Linked DNA regions of Rattus norvegicus: region 1 is linked to region 2. The links are chromatin contacts, called in public Hi-C maps. All regions are on one chromosome and are shown on one strand. The core of a region is the stretch at or near the end of the contact, and the rest is flanking DNA. Distances in the headings are between cores, read along the strand shown.

What was found. A called contact is a pair of places that touch in the nucleus more often than the background predicts.
Region 1: a Hi-C map of the A7r5 cell line shows a contact between it and region 2, with 3 times the contacts expected there. The contact joins the enhancer-like site here to the promoter of Nuak2 in region 2. A contact is called at or near these places in 12 of 12 Hi-C or Micro-C datasets (the A7r5 cell line, the Rat2 cell line, Schwann cells and 7 more) and 1 of 1 datasets of contacts at active chromatin or transcription factors (oligodendrocytes).

Annotation. Positions count from the first base shown.
Region 1 is chr13:46,343,082-46,348,138 of GRCr8, forward strand. Tmcc2 (transmembrane and coiled-coil domain family 2) reads right to left here. Exons shown (of 5, transcript NM_001305128.1): 5 at 3,096-4,603. The coding sequence ends at 4,292. Among named protein-coding and RNA genes, the nearest start is that of Tmcc2, 38 kb to the right of the region's middle. Within about 2 kb of position 1,645, at least 22 of the 93 cell types and tissues checked have an H3K27ac peak or open chromatin away from gene starts, as enhancers often do. A contact at or near this core is called in the A7r5 cell line and Schwann cells, where this site is marked.
Region 2 is chr13:46,302,831-46,308,086 of GRCr8, forward strand. It overlaps Nuak2 (NUAK family kinase 2), which reads left to right and starts at 3,176. Exons shown (of 7, transcript NM_001007617.1): 1 at 3,176-3,490. The coding sequence starts at 3,248. LOC120096185 (a long non-coding RNA gene) reads right to left here. Exons shown (of 4, transcript XR_005492311.2): 4 at 3,814-4,013.

The sequences.
Region 1 (5,057 bases), core at 395-2,894, 39 kb after region 2:
AAATTCCCATCGGATAAGGAAAGAGACAATCAAGAAAGTTCAGACGAGGAGCCTAACAGGGGCAGAGCTGGATCCCAACAGACAGACTGGGGAAGAGACTTGGGATACTTTTGGAGCCAGAGCCAACTTGATGAGTCCCTCCTGTAGGCAGGGATATGGCAGAGGTGACCTTTTCAGCAGTGAAGGGTCCAGGCTGCTCCATCCAGACGGTCACTCAGGGAACTATGTCAAGGCTGGGTTGCCAGCGTGGGAGCACTCTCCCGGAGGCTCTGTGTAGAAGACGCAGTGCTGCTGTCCCCACCCAGACTGCCCTTCTGGCTGCTTGGGTGACTCAGGACTTACCAACACGTCTGGATATGCTGTGGCAAGCCCTACTTCCTCTCCTCCCTTGACACCATCCCAGCAGGCCTTGGTGGGACCCACTGCCTCTTCCCATGTTCATCTGAGGTTTGTCTATAAGCTTTCAAGCCGCTTTGCTCTGGCTACTTCCTTGTCCAGCCATGGTGGCAGATCCGAGTCCCCAGTGGAGTCCTAGATGGCTGGGAAGTCTCCCAGAAATATCTTCTGAGGGGGTCATTTGAGAGCATTGTGGGACAGCATCCACTCCTGACATCTCTGTGCCTTACCAAATCCTACTAGATGGGCAGCATAGGCATCATTTCTACCCAAGTGTATGGGCTGACAGTCTTAACTCACACCCATGCATAGCATCTTGACCTCAGTTCTCACTCTCTTTCCTGGACACCACACCTGCTAGAGGAGGGAGGGCCCCACTTGGATAGATTCATAAGGCTTTGATGGTGGCTCAGGACAGGTGTGTCTCATCTCATCTTCTAGGAAGCTGAGCTTTGACTGGTGAGGACTGAGAGGAGAGACTTAGGCAAATAAGCAGGCTTTTCGTCTGGAGGAAAAAAAGATCCTGGGTCTTCAGGTCAGAGGCATTGCCTGTGTCACCCTGTGCGTCTCTACAGAGTGTACCTCAACTCCTCCAAGAAGTTCTGGACCCGGACACCCAGTGACAGTGTTGAAGTGGAGTGGTCATTCTTTGGATTACTTCTCTAAGTCCCAGTGAGTGTGCTATCAAGTTTAGGCATGAAATGTCACCCGTGACTCCTGTTGCCACACCTGTGTACCAGAGACACCGCTCTTACTTGCAGATGTGTGAGAGCAGCTGGGTGCGACGGGTCTAGGGCAAGTAAGTGGCAATGTTGACTTTGAGCCCAGGTCTGGGATTGATTCCAGGACCTGCCCCTTCAGGGAGGGTTAGCCTACCTGAAAGATCTGGTTATAGCTCCCCTTCCTCTCCTAGCTGTGGTCTCAATGTCTCCTCCCTCCCCTTCCTCTACAGTGCAGACAAATCAGTTGTACCAGACCCTAGGTCTGGGCTGCCTTTCGGGTTTGCAGAGTTTGCATTTGCTGAGGCTTTGTGACCCGTGAGGTTATGGAGTGGGCGGGCTCTGCAGGGTACAAAGCACACGAGCTCTGGGCCAGCCAGCTGCCAAGGAGAGAGAAGGCACCAAGCCTTTTTATCTGCCCCTACCCTAAGAGACCCAGGGAGTGGGAGTCTGCCAGTCTGACTGAGCTCTCTAGTACCCTGGGGGTGAGACCTACACTTGTGGGACAGATGCTCTGGGAAGGGCCTGCCTCTAGATCTTGTAGTCTGAAAGAGGCAGACTACAAGTGATAATCCTGACTCAGTGTCTCACTCTCTGGACCTCGGGGGAGAGAAAGAGGTGGGGGTAACTCACCCTCCTTTAAAAAAAAAAAAAAAACAAACCAGAGGGAACACAAACAGACACAAACATGGCAGCCTCCCTGAGCCCCAGGATGGCAGGGTTTTGTTAGGTGTTCCATTGTCTCCTGGATGAGGTAACTAAGCCAGTGCTTTTCTTCTACAAAGATACAGCTGGGGGCCTGCCACCTCCCCTTAGGCTGTTTGCTTTGCAGCCTCAGAACTGACCAAAAATGACCTCTCCTTCCTCCCCGCTCCCTTTCAGTGTGGGCTGCAGCTGGCAGTGGCATTCAGAGCCAATTCTGGGAAGGCATCTGACCTTGGAAGGAATGTAGGAAATGTCTAGCCAGGAGCAGCCACCCCCTACCTGTGGCCCAGGAATGTGGGCTTTGAGCCACCAGTGGCCCCCAAGAGAGGTGCACATACACACGTGGTTGGAAGAGAAAGGGGGTGCAAGGTCCAAGAATGGAATAGCTGGAAGGCTGTCTGGTAAAACTCCTTCCCGGCACAGAGGACGAACAGATTGTCAGTGCTGCTCTCCCGTGGTGGCAGCACTGTGCCCTCTCCAGTCTTCGAGTCCCCAGGAGCCTGAGGCCACAGACATAGTTGCAGTGTTTGCTTCTCAGGCTCACAGGACCACAGAATGCCAGCACAGAATTGACACACACAGGGCTCACATGCATCCTGCTTTACCGATGTGGAAACTGAGGCCCAGAGAAGGGCTGGGAGTTGGTTGCAGTGCACAAGTTATGGGCTGAGACCAAAGGTTGTTTTTTGGTTTCTTTCGTTCTTTTTAATCATAACCCGCCCCCACCCCCATCCCCCTTGCTGCCTCCTCCTGCAAAGGGTCTATTGCAAGTATCCACAAAGTTCCTGGCAGGAAGTGCTTTGGGGCTGTTAGGTGTAGGTACTACGACCACAGGGCAGGTGCTAAGTGCTAGGCCTTCCTGTAGGGGGCCACACCACACCACATTTGGAAAGCAGGTACCCCTTGCCTCAGCTGAACAACTGTGACAAAGCCAAGCTAACACCAGTAGCCTTTTTAGGGCTGCATCTTGGGAGAGGTTTTGGAGTACGGACTCTGCTGACCTCTTGTGGCTACAACTGGTCATAGCATCTATGGGAGCTTCTCCATGTCCCTCCTGGGAAGTGATCCAGCAGAGCTGGGGCTGGACGGAGTGACAGTCATATCATTTAAGCTGCTCAGAGCAAGGCAAGGGGGGGTGTGTGGCTATTCCTCATTCAATATGGAAGACAACATCCGGCCAACAGATGACGCCCAGCGTACCATACCCAGAATGCTTGAGTGTGGGGAGAAATACTGTGATTTTTCAGAGACAGGGTAATCAGCCGACACCAGACATGATGGTTTGAAAACATAGAGGATATTTATTTCTTAGGAAGGTCCACCATGGCTGGCAGGCACTGCTTCTCCTGCTTCATGGGTTCCTCTCCCCTATTCTGAGAAATCCCCACTGTGCTTGGAAGGGCTCCTGGGGAGGCTGGGCTGTGCAGAATTGGAACACACACTCCAGAGCGTAAGGAAATGACAAACATCCTCTTCCTCACAAAGACACACACGTAAAATAAATAGATATATATAAAAGAGGCCATGCCCCCTCCAACCCTTCTGCTGGGGTGGCTTGGGAGAGCGGGCTGCATGGCCACACGCCCCTTCTTCCAGCCAGGAACACCGGAGACGTGGTCTGGGGTGTGATGAACCAAGAATAAGCCCGGGCTTCAGAGGGAGGACGGGTAGGGTCCTCTCCCTGGAGCCCAGCCGGGCAGAAGCGTGGAAAGGATAGGAACAAATAAATAAATAAGTAAATAAATAAATAAATAAATAGAACTCAATGTGATCCCAGAGGTCTAAGGGTTTGGGCTGGAGGCTCAGGGCCCCTTGGGGCCTGTTTTTTTCAGAAAAACAGCACACCCAGTGACAGGCAGAAAGATGAGCAGAGAAAACACAAACCCAAAGCCACACCCCACCCAGCCTCCAGAAACCAGTCCCAAACCAGTTCAAGTGGGAAGAGAAGCAGGGGGAGGGGAGGCTGAGCTCCCAGTGGCTGTGCCAAGCCTGCTGTCTGGCCCCAAGCCTGGGGACCCTCCCCTTTCTGCACCCTTTGGGCTCAACACTGCCGCCCACTGGCTTATATCCAGACTGTTGCCATGGGAGGAAACTGGGCTGCCTCTAGGATGGGCTCTTCCCTAGGGAAATCGAGACTGGCCTTCTATCTTAGTGGCTTTCATGACTAGAGCATCCTCCGGTCAGCCCAGAAAAGTCCCATGTGACTGCAAATAATTCAAATAATTCAGCCCCGGTGTCTCCCGGCTGCTCCATTTGGCTGTGAGTGTCCCTGCTCCCTCCAGCCCAGAGCACCCTCTCTGCAACCTTCAGGCTGAAAGGGAGATGGTGCCAGACAGAAGCAGTGCAGAGAAGGGACAGTTAGGGGCCAAAGAGGTCACATGACAGACCCCGAGGGACTCAGGAGGCCTGGGCCCTCCTGGAGATGCGTGTGGCCAGTGGAATCCAGAGAGCACAGGGTGGACAGCAGCCGCTCAGCTGGGCAGCAGCACATGCTCCAGGAGGTAGGTGAGCGAGTCCCAGTGCTTCCAGAGTAGGAAGAGGACGAGGAGCAGGAGGGCGGTGCTGGTGATACGGAGGCGCGTCTTCATGAGGGGCGTGATGAAGTTGGCAATGGTGGACACAAACACCAGCAGCACTGCCATGAGTGCCAGGATCACGTTGATGAACTTGCCCAGCAGAGCGCGCGCGTTGGCGTTCTCTACACCTTCTAACTGCACCACCTGCTGCTGCTGCTGCTGCAGCTCCAGCTTGGTGACACGGGTCAGGCAAGACTCCACGGCCTCCTGCAGGGGACAGACGGAAGGTGTGAGCGGGAGCTCAGGGTGGGCGGGATCCCGGACTGAGCCCAGTCAACCTGTGCTGATCCCAGTAGGGCTTAAGTGTGACCTCTGGGAGATCCTGAGTGGGAAGCTTGGTTTCTGCAATGTTAGGGTGGCGAACCTGTAAAGTGTGTGTGTGTGTGTGTGTGTGTGTGTGTACACGCACGTGTGTTGCACTGTAAAGAAATTAAGTCACTGGTGTATTGCTGCTTTCTGAGTTAGATCCTGTGGAAAAGAGTCTGACCCCCAAGCCTCTCTGCCTCACCCATGGAGGCTACAGTTCTGAGGTCCTTACCAGCTCTAAGGAGAGGATGACTCCATACTCCAGGATCTTTAGAGGTGAGAGCTGGGAAGACCTTTCTTCTTTACAATTTATCCAACCTCGTGCATCTTGCTACAGCAAGGAATAGACTAGTAT
Region 2 (5,256 bases), core at 1,926-4,425:
TCACATATCCAAGCCTTATTGTCCACCACAGAGTGGGGCTAAAAGCTGACTGAGGGCCATAACTCATCTGAGCTGTAAGGAACAGGCAATTTAACGACCAAGGTCTCTGGCTGGAGGTGGGTAGTGAGCTGGGTCCTGCATCTACTCTTCTCCCTGAGGAAAAAAAAATGCATCTGTCCTGATAGTCCCCGGGAGTAGACACTCTGGGGTCCTAGAGACTCCTCATGGCTCTCAGATACACAGAGAACAAATGACTTAGCTCTTTCCCTTCCTTCTCCCTACATCTCCATGCCATGCCTGAGACTAATCTATGTCTCACCCACCCCTTCAAGACCCAAGTGGCTTCCTCTGAGTACCCCCTGACCCCTGAACCCCTTCCTGAGTCAGACAATACCCAACTTTTCTCCCACGAACCTGAACTTCATACCACTTTGAGGGGTCTCCCACTCTCTGTCACAGATTATAGGGAAGCTTGTTTTATTTATATCTTCTTTATTGTTAGGCAGAAAACTTCTTGGAAGTGGGGAACTAATTAATAGTCATCCCCTCTAGATGTGCCTGACACCTGCCTTACGCCATTTGCCTTGCTGCCTCTCATTATGAGCTCCTGCCTACACTCTGAACTTAATACTCGTCATAGTCTCTCATTCTGAGGTGCTTTCACATTCCACCCAGTCCCTCGACATACAGAACATTGAGACTATGGAGTGCAGGAGTTCAGGAATAAAATCTTATCCCCAGTGACTACGCCAGAAGGCTCACTTTCTACAAAAGCCTTTAGACCATAGGTTCTCAACCTGTGGGTCTCGACCCCCTCGAGTCGCAGGATTATAGACCCCATATCAGATATTTACATTACAATTCATAACAGTAGCAAGATTGCGGCTATGAAGTAGCCACAAAGATAATTTTATGGTTGGGAGTCACCGCAATATAAGGAACTACATTGAAGGGTCATGGGATTAGGAAGGTTGAGAATCATTGGGCTAAGTAGTTGGTGATTGGGTGAGAGGGTTAGAAGAAATGCCTCCTCCTAAGACTAGAGCGTGAGGCAGACAGGACTGAATGGGGGTGGCTCAGCTCAGCTTAGATGTCCTGACAAATCCTCCAAGGATCTAAGCTCAATCTTTAAGTCACCGAGCCGTATCCCAGGTCCTCCCTACCCAGAATGAGAGTTAAGTTACAGCACTTGGCTGTTGTAATCAGTAGTTGTGTAAACAATTGTTAATTTATTTTATGTGTGTGGCGTTTGGCCAGTATGCATGTCTGTGCAGAACATGCATGCCTGATGTCCTTGGAGATCAGAAGAGGGCACCAGATCCCCTGGAACTGGAGCTTTGTCTGGTTGTGGGCCATCATGTGGGTGCAAGGGATCAAACCCCGGTCCTCTGGAAGAGCAGTTCAGTGTTCTTTCCTGCTGAGCCATTTCTCAGTTCCCTCGGTGGTCTCACTCCTCTGTGGCCAGGCCTGCTTGTTTGCCTCCGTTGCCCATCCAGTCATCGGCTCTGTATGAATCCACTGTACGCTTTGGTCTGCTCAGCAGTGCACCGGGTATCGGGGATGTTCAGGAACAGTGGTAAGTGTCTAGATTAAGTCATAAGGGGAAACCTTGGGATCCTCTGAATGTCTTCATCTTACGGGGAAATGTTGAGACAGCTAGTTAATGGCCACCAGGTCTTCTAGTAAGCTTTAAAAGCTATCTTTAGAAAGTCCTCCCAAACTATCCTCCTCTCGTCTGGGCTAGGGGGTCCCTCCTGTTCTCACGTCAGTCAGGACTAGAACCCAGCCAGGTCTCCCAGTCTGGAGTCTGCTCCTCTGACACTTGCTTTTCCTTGTCCTAATCTCCTGGACAGCCCCCCCCCCCCAGGACCTGACAGATGGGGAGCACAGGTAGTAGATTGGTTGAGCCTTTTCTGTTTTCACAGACTACTCAGAGTGGAAAGGCGGGCTGGCAGAAGATAGGATGATAAACTAGCTATACAGCTTTCGTGGGTCATCCACACTCAGTGGATCGTCTCTGGCTACCGTTTTCTTTCCCCACTGGAAAGATTCAAAAGGTGAACAGAAGTAGGAAAATGGGCAGATACTAGTTTGTTTTTTTTTTTTAATTTGATAGTTGAGGATGTAGTAGTCCTCTTTGATTTTTTTGCCAAGTCCTAAATTAGATACAGCTAGAGGTGAGGTCCTGCAGAGTGGGGAGGGATGCCCAGAATAGCTGGAATTGGGGAAGCCCTCTTGTCCTATATTCTATCTCTATAGGCCAGTGTCTGAAATCCAGCTCTGTGGCTTTCTTGTCAGCTGTGTGGCCTTTGGCAGAAGTAAACTCACTTTCTACATCAGAAAAAGGGGTTCTGGACATACCCTTCCAGGCCTGTCAACTGCAGCCAAGTCTCATGCCCAACCTCTCACTCTTGATTAAAAAAATCACTGGGAAGAAACCCTGGAACCAAGAAGCTCCTTACAGATTTAGGGACAAAAGGATGTAAGTCCTTGGAATGTGATCTGCTTTTCCCACAGTTTGTGAAAATCCACAAAGGCCACCACATCTTGAGGAAATCCACTCAACCCTATAAAGTAAGGATTTCCCAGGCCTGTTGGATTATGGAATCGAATTAAGGTTGGTGGAAGCCAGAGTGAACTTGCAGGCAGGACCGCTTTCTAACCAGTCAACCTCCAACCCATTCCATCTCCTTATTCACCCTCTTCTTTACGGACCTCAAGAAGTTATCAAATGGCTTTTCAGATTTTGAGCTTGGGAGAAACAATTTATTTACTGCGTGTGGAGAAACACTTTGGGGCTTTCTAGTGCTCTTAGATTGTCCCTTGCCAACTGAGAACACAGCACAATAGCACAAGGCTGGCGTCATTCAGAGACTAAAGCAATTCAGAGAGCTTTCAAATTTAAGGACTGGCACTTCGGTAGTAATTGACTGTGCCTCCTTTCCCGCATTCCTGGTTCTCCGGTCCAGGTGGGCGGGGCCCCATTCACACCTTTCTGCGCCTAGCCAAGGGGAGGAGCGGGGCAGGAGCCGTTGAACCAATGGGAGAGGCTTTGGTCACGAGTCGCCGGCAAGCTGGCTAATGGGACGCAGGGGCGTGGCCAGGACCTTCCCCCTCCAAACGTTTTATAGCAATTCGGAACGCGGGGCTTTCTAGCGTGCTCGGGTGCGGCTGTGACCTCTGAGCCTGCGGCTCTCCGCGCGCTGCTGCTGCTGCCCGACCCCCTCCGCCTCGCCGTCCCCGCACCATGGAGTCGGTGGCCTTACACCGGCGCGGGAACCTGGCTCCCTCGGCCTCCGCCCTGGCCACGGAGAGCGCCCGGCCGCTGGCGGACCGGCTCATCAAGTCGCCCAAACCTCTGATGAAGAAGCAGGCGGTGAAGCGGCACCATCACAAACACAACCTGAGGCACCGCTACGAGTTCCTGGAGACCCTGGGCAAGGGCACCTACGGGAAGGTGAAGAAAGCACGAGAGAGCTCGGGACGCCTGGTGAGTGTCCCTCGCGGCTCCCGGCTCGCCGGAGCTCATAGCGCGTCCCTTGTGGTGTCCTCGGCAGAGTTGCCCGGCGCGCGCATTTTAGATGTGTCTGTCGGTGCTTTTCAGGGACAGTGCTCACGGACTCAAGAATCTTAGCTGCAAATAGATGCCTGTGGTTTGGGAAGACGGGGCTTAACTTGAATTTTGACGGGAACAAACGTCAACAGAGTAGAATGGAAGGAGGAAGTAGAAAGCACCAGCTCTCTGTAGATAGTGTGGAGATCTTTAACTCTGACTTGACACTTCGGGGCCTTTCCAGACGAGATGAAGCAAAGTTTCGTTGTGATGGGCTTTTATTCTGGGAAGTGTAAAACCAGGCCCGAGTGCCAGGTTCACTGTACCTCCCAGCACTCCAGCCATGTCTTTGGGTTTGAGGCCTTTGGGGAACTTGCCCTTTTGATTCACGCGTGTGTAATCGTCATAGTAATCCATAACTCAGAGCGAGTTCCTCCATGTCTGTTTTCTGTTTCCCCTTCTGCAAAAAATAGGGAGAACACAGCCTGTCTCACAAGCTTGGAAGAGTAAGATAGAAATGCACGTGAGCCCTAATCATAGGTCCTGTGCTGAGAATGAATACTTCTATCTGGAGGTGTCCCCTTGAAAGGATAGCAGATTTACCAAAAGTTACACAATGTTTCCTCCGCACCAGTTCAGCAGGTCTGGGTATTAACTAGGTACCCAGCTCAGTTTAAAATGCTCAGTCTCTCATTTCCCACCAAGTATTTTTAAAAGATCCATAATCAGAGCAGGTAGGTGGTTTAGGGGTAACAGTTGGTGGATCCAGTGGATGCTGGTTGTGGTGGTGGGGGTGCGTGCCGCCATCATTTGCCCTCTCGACTATGGGAATGGTCCCCTCCCCTAATTGTTTGCTTTTGCAGCCAGTAGCTGGTTTGAAATTCAAGAAGTCATTTCATTGGTGAAGGAGAGTGGATGTTGGAGAAAGGAGTGGATTATAACCCCATCAATAGGAACAAGTATGTTTTTCCTGCTAAGGCCTGGCACGGTCCCCAGTTGCCCGCTGCCAGGTTACAGTTATTGGGCAATCGTGTACTTCCGGGCTTTCTTTTCTTTCTCTTTCTATAAAGTGCCAGGATCCCAGAGGCTCCAGGCTTGAGACTTCAGGGCCCAGGCTTTGTCTGGGGGCTTAGCTAGAAAATAGTTGCTTGTGGCTTGTGTCCCATGTCTCTTGTTGTGGGAAGAGCGGGTTGAGAGAACTAGAGTGTCTGAGAAACTGAGATCAAAGTTCAGAGTTCCCATCGGCTCCTGACTGAGGTCACTGCCTTACACACACACACACACACACACACACACACACACACACATACACACACACACACAGAGAGAGAGAGAGAGAGAGAGAGAGACAGAGAGAGAGATCACATTTGATTTTGAAGTGAAGTAAATCAATGACTCTTACATCAAAACAGAGAGACTCAGAAGGAATCCCCATGTGTCTTGCTGCATGCAAGGAGCCAAGATCAGCAAACGTGGAGAGTCTGCCCTGAAACTCCCCAACCAGACCACCCAGGATTGCTGCCTAGAGTTTGCTCAGGGTCCCCTCTCTTTCTTGGAAAGCAGCTCTCTGCTGTGCTAATGATTTCCCAATCCTGGAGCAGTGCCCTCATCCTCACCCACCCACCCACCCACCCACCCACCTACCCACCTACCCACCCCTACGTCTTAACTGCTCTCCCTAAAGAGCCGCTGCTTCCCATAGT